Regions from separate parts of the Sus scrofa genome. Here region 2 is linked to region 1. A link is a contact called in public Hi-C data. All regions are on one chromosome and are shown on one strand. Each heading gives the region's core, a stretch centred on a gene start, on an enhancer-like site or on the middle of the called end of the contact. The rest is flanking DNA. Distances are from core to core; before and after follow the strand shown. Region 1 holds the start of LOC102161584 (proline-rich protein HaeIII subfamily 1-like). Region 2 holds the start of CARMIL2 (capping protein, Arp2/3 and myosin-I linker protein 2).

What was found. Hi-C and Micro-C count contacts between places; a contact is called where the count stands out from the background.
Region 2: a Hi-C map of liver shows a contact between it and region 1, with 2.2 times the contacts expected there. The contact joins the promoter of CARMIL2 here to the promoter of LOC102161584 in region 1. A contact is called at or near these places in 2 of 5 promoter capture datasets (fetal liver and liver), 24 of 47 Hi-C or Micro-C datasets (adipocytes, blood, brain and 12 more) and 2 of 2 datasets of contacts at active chromatin or transcription factors (alveolar macrophages and skeletal muscle).

What each region holds. Positions count from the first base shown.
Region 1 is chr6:28,194,933-28,198,037 of Sscrofa11.1, reverse strand. It overlaps LOC102161584 (proline-rich protein HaeIII subfamily 1-like), which reads left to right and starts at 1,256. Exons shown (of 3, transcript XM_021094085.1): 1 at 1,256-1,631. It also overlaps a transcript of CTCF not described here.
Region 2 is chr6:28,263,613-28,266,641 of Sscrofa11.1, reverse strand. CARMIL2 (capping protein, Arp2/3 and myosin-I linker protein 2) reads right to left here and starts at 1,512. Exons shown (of 39, transcript XM_021094090.1): 1 at 1,341-1,512; 2 at 991-1,085; 3 at 846-896; 4 at 553-615; 5 at 341-465; 6 at 138-229. The coding sequence starts at 1,380.

The sequences.
Region 1 (3,105 bases), core at 7-2,506:
ACTAAGTACAGACCTTGGCATTTAGGAAATCTCAAAGGATAGCAACTCTGTGGACAAGATCTACAGCATTAAAAAAACAGAAATGATCTGTAAAACCAAAAAGCTGGTGACTGTATATATGGTACAAATCAATTAAGAAATAAAATATCATCTATGGAGCACAATGCTAACTTGGGAAAATAAGATTTCCTCCTAACTCAACTGCAGACTTTAATCTGTGCGGAGCTTATTTTAATAAGTAAAACATGCCACTTGCCACCCACAATTTCAAAAAGAAAGTAAAACTGAAAAGTACAAGAATGCCAAAAATTATACAAATGGCCTAATATATTAGTCAATTAAACATGATTCTATTCCTAAGCATGACAGTCCAATTGCATTTAGTTACTTAGCACAATTTTATTGTGGAGAAGGAACATAATGTTGAAAAGACTCCCCAGTTGAGGCATCTGGTGCAAAATTCTACAGATTGAGATTACACAGAGTAGACCAATCAATTTTGCTTATTAGCACCAGGCTGTTTTAATTTCCTCATAAACTTAATATAGCTTTCCTGCCCCCTCAAAAGTTAATCAATACTTTCCCCTTTCTAAAGCTACCCAAGTTGATACATCAACTGCTGCACCAGTGTATTAAGGTACCAGAATATCTGAGGAAAAAGAAAAGACTGATAATTCAACAAGCAGCTTTTTAACGACGCAAGAAGACTTAAGGACAGAGTGAATTTAACACACATGCCCTGTTTAGCCTCTTTTGCCCCCTAAAGGGGTTTAAAATTTTAACTTTCCCAGCCGATCTAAACTCAAAGAAAGCATGAAGCCTATACATATGTGAATGTTTACTTATTGCTGAACTCAGGGCTACAGGAAGGAAGTCAGCTACTAAAGAGTAGTTACATTAAGCGTAGATATTTATAAACCAACTGCAACTACTGACCCAGGATTCAATTACAACATCAACCCTCATATTTCAGCATATGGGCAAATTACCAGTGGAGTCAAGAATAAATTCATTCTGCCCTACTGGCGCTTTAGATCAGGTTGCACAATCCCGGGGCAGAACTGCCTTCGCCTAGCCCTAAAGCATCAGGTACTAAGAACTGTACGAAGTCAGCGTCAGGATGTTTTAAATTTTAAAGCAAGAGGAAAACCCAAGAGTAGCCTGAACCAATTTAGCCAGCCCATAAACCCGAATTGACGAATTAGTCACGTCACTTGAGAATGAAATTAAGTTTTGATCCCTTTGAGATCTTAGCGCAGTCAGGCTGCTATCACTGCAAGAGGAATCTGACCCTGCCTCGAGAAAAACTACTTGTTGTCGAACTCGTGCCCTTTCAGCCCACCATGGGGGGGCCGCGCCAGTCGGGTAGGGCGAAGAGCTAGTTTGGGGGCGCAGCCGGGCCAGGCGGGGGCGGCGAGCGCGCGTCCCCCCGCCCGCTCCGGCGGCGTCGAGGCGCGAGCAGCTCAGCCAGCCTTGCAGAGGGAGCTCTCGGCAGCTCTGGGGTCCCTCTGCTCGCAGCCGCAGCAGCGCCGCCTGCGCCACTCGGTGGAGACGGAGACCAGCGGCGGCGACGTGCGGACTGGGAGCGACCGCCGAGCAGCCAGGCGGCGGGGGACACTCGCAAGGCGCGGGTAAGTGCCAGGGACCAGGTGGGCTGGAGAATACGCAGCCCAAGAGGCGCTGGCAAGGGCCCGACAACCATACTAAACGGAGACCCGGCTACACGCGCGGTTACTGGGGGCCTGGGCTCTAGAGCGAAGCGGTGCGGAAGCCGGGGAGCGGAGATCGCCTCTCGGCTGGGGCCACCCGACGCGGGAGGGGCGGAGGGCAGAGGGCGGGCCACGGCCGGGGAGATCCACCGGGCCAAGAGCCGGCCTCGAGGGCAGAGACAAAGGAAGGAAAATGGAGTCGCCAGCGCGCGGGCCTCTGTAGCCGCCGCCGCCAGAGGCCTAGCGCGTCGTCAAGAGGGAGGCCTAGCGGGCGGGAGGAGTGCGGGGGGTGGGGGGGAGCCGGCCGGGCCGCGGCGGCGACGGGCAATGGCGGCGGCCGCGCCGCAGCAGGGACGGTAGAGGGAGACAAACACCCCCCGGCGGCGGCGCTGGCGCCGGGCTGCAGCCAGCGCCGACCGGAGCGGCCCCATCGTGACACCTAGAGGCGGCCCGCGAAACCTCCTCCACCCGGGGCCCCCTTACCTCCGCGCCACACCCCCCGCAGCGCTCGCTCCGCCGCCGCTCCACCGCTCCGGCCACCCGGCGTCTCTAGCCAGCTCCGCGCACCCGCACGGGCTGCCGCCGCCGCCGCTGCCGCCAAAGAAGCAGCTCCGCGCACGGTTTAATCGCTCCACAGGCTCGGACACAAAATGGCGGCGGCGCGGTGCAGTGCGCCTGCGTCGGCGCTGCCGGGGCCGCGGGTGCTGATAAGGGAAGGGACGGGTTGGGGGGGGCCGGCCGGGCGACTAGTGGAGGGCGGGGGAGGAAAGGTGAGGGGAGGGGTTGGCGCAGGGCAGCATGGGAGGCAGCCCCGGGCGCCAACTTTCAAAAGCGGGCGCGATGGCGTCACGGGACGCGCTGCGGGTCGCGTCACGCCGCACGCGCTCTCGACTCGTCCCGCGTGGGCTCTGAGGGCACCCGATGTCCGGGCACCCGCGGGGTGGGGCTTCCTGAGTAGGTGCCGTCGCCTCTGGGCGGTCCAGGAACCCGGTCCTGTTGACCTGGTTCCTTAGCTGCGGTCTCCCGCCCTGAATCAGTAAGGGCGGGGGTGGGAGGGAGGGTGTTTGGAGGAAGCGCGCGCGGGACTAGGCTGTGGGGCTGAGGCGGCTCTTGGGCGGGGCGCGGCCCCAGTCTCCGCCCTAGCCGGTCGGGACCCGCCCTCCGAGAGGAGCGCGGCACTGCTACCCGCCACCCGCTAAGGCCGGGCGGATCCCCTCTCACTCCCAGCTCCTCAGAAACGATCCAACGCCCGCGAGTCACGGCGAGCAGGGCAGTCCTTGCCCAGTGGCTTTGGGGATCTCTCCGCCCTTCAAGAGGGCTCCTAATACGGGGTATCACAGAAGAGGGCTAGGGCTTCTTAGGTGCCCAGGCCACTTCATCCCGGAGAGGCCGACGG
Region 2 (3,029 bases), core at 263-2,762, 68 kb before region 1:
GTCAGAGATGAAGGAAAATCAGCCCCAAACTTGGTGGTGGCAGTGCCTTGAGTGGCTCTATTCAGTTTGGAAGAACTCCAAATTCAGGCATCAGGGGTATAGGAGCAGGGGGGCTGGAAGCCCTGTGTGGCCCTTACCACAGGGGCTGCTGGGTGAGGTGGCCTCTGAGGGGCTGCTTCTCTCCAGCCGAGCCAGCATGGAGGGGGGCGTGGGCCTCCGGAATAGCTTCCTGAGGACGGGCATGAAGAAGTGGTCAAGGGTCTTCTAGGCCCTGGGAGTGAGGCGGCCCATGGTGCCATTCAGAACACCCCCAGCTGCCCCTTTAGCTGCTGGGCCTCACCCAAGGGTCGAGCGAGGGAAGACCTTCCTGATGGCGGCAGCGATGTGCTGGGCCAGTTGTTCCAGTGCAGCCACGCCGGGAAACTCCAGGACCAGATCAGGCAGGGACTCTAGCTCAAATGTGACCTGGAGAGAGAGGGTGGGGGTGTTGGGCTCCATGTATAGTGGGATGGAAGACTGCAGGCCCAGCGGGGTACTGGCAGGGGGTCTCACCTGAGGGGGTGTCTCCTGCAGCGCCATGGCCTGGACCTCTAGGTAGCTGAATGTGCAATCCACCTATGGAGTGCCTGGGTCAGCTGGGAAAAAGGCCTGAGCCCCACCCACCCTCTTGGGAGCCCAGTTCTTTGTATAGCCTGGAACTCAGAACCAGACCTGCCTGCTGCTGGGAACCCAGTGCTGCTGGAAGGGCAGAGCCCAGAAGGACAAGATGGATAGCACTGTAGATGCAGCCCTTATCAAGGAAGCTGCTGGAGGGCAAGGGGTGGCAGCTGAGCCCTGGGACTCACCCTCAGGGGGAGGCAGGTGTGGAGCAGGTAGGCTCTCCATCGGAGCAGTGCCTGAAGGGAGAGAGTGTCTGACATCCTGGGCAGGGAAGAGGCTTTTTCTGCCTGGGCCCCAGCGGCCTCTTGCCCCCACCCCTCCCCACCATACCAGGACATGGCCTTGCTCAGCACCCTCCCGCTCTGGCAGCCACGTTTTCAGCAGCAGCTCAGCTTCCTTGGGCCACAGGAACCTGGTGATCTCGCCTGTGGAAGGGCAGCCTGCTGAGTGATTTGGTCCTCCCATGGAGGTCAGTTCAAGTCCATAGTCTGTACCAGGCTAGAGGGCCTCGGCTCATCTACAGACCAGCAAGGAAGGAGGGGAGTGGATCTAGGGGGTCAGGCCCCCCAGAGGATCAGAGGGAATCGCTTACTCAGTGTCTTGGGGTGCTGGGTGGGCCTCTGGTTCTGGGCCCTCACTGCTTCCTCCCAGCCAAATAGATGAGATGGGCCAGTGCTTACCTCGGAGTTCGCAGGATATGCCATCTGGGGTCTGGGCCATGGGGCCTGCCCAGTGGGCGGCCGGGGGGCCCAAGGAGCTCCGATGAGAAACCGTAGAGGCGGCACGTACAGGAAGCTAGGGCCCGGGCCGCACTGCAGCCACCTGCTCCTCCAGTAGCGGAAGGTACGAGCTGCTTCCTGCCAGGCGGCCCCCAGCCCGGCTCCTCCCTGCCTGGCCTCTGAGGGCCGGGAGATGTCGCTCGGGTACAAGGGTGTAGGAGGGGGCAGAGTCACAGCTGCCGCCAGCCCTCCCTGATGCGCAGGAGCTACTTGGTTAGGGCAGACATGGGCAGTGGTGTGGCTGGGAGGGGTGAGCATGTCGAAGGCTTCTTTCGATTCCTAGCCCCCTACTACCACCCCACCCCACAGTCCCTGCGGGGAGCACCAGGGGGCGCTGCCCACTCGAGGATCTCTGTGGTCCGCCTCCGTCCGTCCATCCCCTCCAAAGCCCAGCTAGGGAGGTGGACAGTGGGCCGACGCAAGGGCTGTTTGTTCCGCAAGGAGCATCAGATCTCTCCCAACACCTGAGTCATTACCTTGAGGGCTCTTTTGCGCTTAACCTGGAGCCCCTGACCGGTCTGGGAGACACAAACTGTTGAAAGATGGGAAAAACATGATAGGCTCAGATGCAGCTTTCATTAAGTTCAAGGGCTACAGGGAGGGATAGAGTGACTCACAAGCAAAGGCAAATAATGGGGAGGGGGGGTTCTCCCATGTCCATCCACATTCTTCCTGAGCAGGAGTTTGGGGAGGGGAGAACCACTAGGAGAGAGGGAAGCTATTGTCTTCAGGGGTCAGAAGGTCATGGGTGCACATAGGAGCATGAGGCCCTATAAAAGAACAGGGACTTAGATTCTGGAGGGTTCACAGGAAGGGATTCATTTTTTTTTTTCTTCTACAATCTAATTAAATTCTATTTATGAGATAAGGAACAGCCCTCTGCCCTGCCCACAGCTCAGCCAGGGAGAGGTGGAATAACCTGAGAAGAGCTGAGACTCTGGGCAGAGTCTCTTGGTTTCTTTCCCAACTCTAGCTTCTCTTCCTCACCTTGGGGCCTAGAGAGGGTAGGAGAATTTTTCTGGTCATCTGACCACCCCTACTGATAACTCACCCCCAAAAACACCTCATCTCCCTTTTCTGAAGTCTACCAATAATTAGGACAAATGGGAAGTATTAATATCTAGTAACAACTTGGAGAAAGCCACCTCCCCTAAAGGAACTGGCCAGGTGTGACAGCCTGGGGCCAAATAGAACTTCGCTTGGGGAGGGTGCTGAGTTCTGCCCACAGTGGTCTTGCTCTGCTGCCTCCCAACTTAAAATGAGAGTTCAAGTCAAGACCCTTAACAAGACCACATAGAGCCCACAAACTGCTTTCAGTGTGTGAGCTCAGCAGCTCTCATATACAGTATGGCCAAGCAGTCAAGAATGCAGGTTCTGAAAGCACACTACCCGAAATCAAGTCCCGACTCCACCTATCTACTGGCTGTTTGACACTTAGTCACTTAATCTTTCTGCGCTTCCAGTTTCTGTTTTGTGCACTGGGACTATTAATTTACCTTTAAGTGTAAGGATTAAATGTTTACTAAGGGAGGGAGTGGAGTTTCTACTTTGACACAGTGGGTTAAACATCCTATTGCTGTGGCTTGGGTC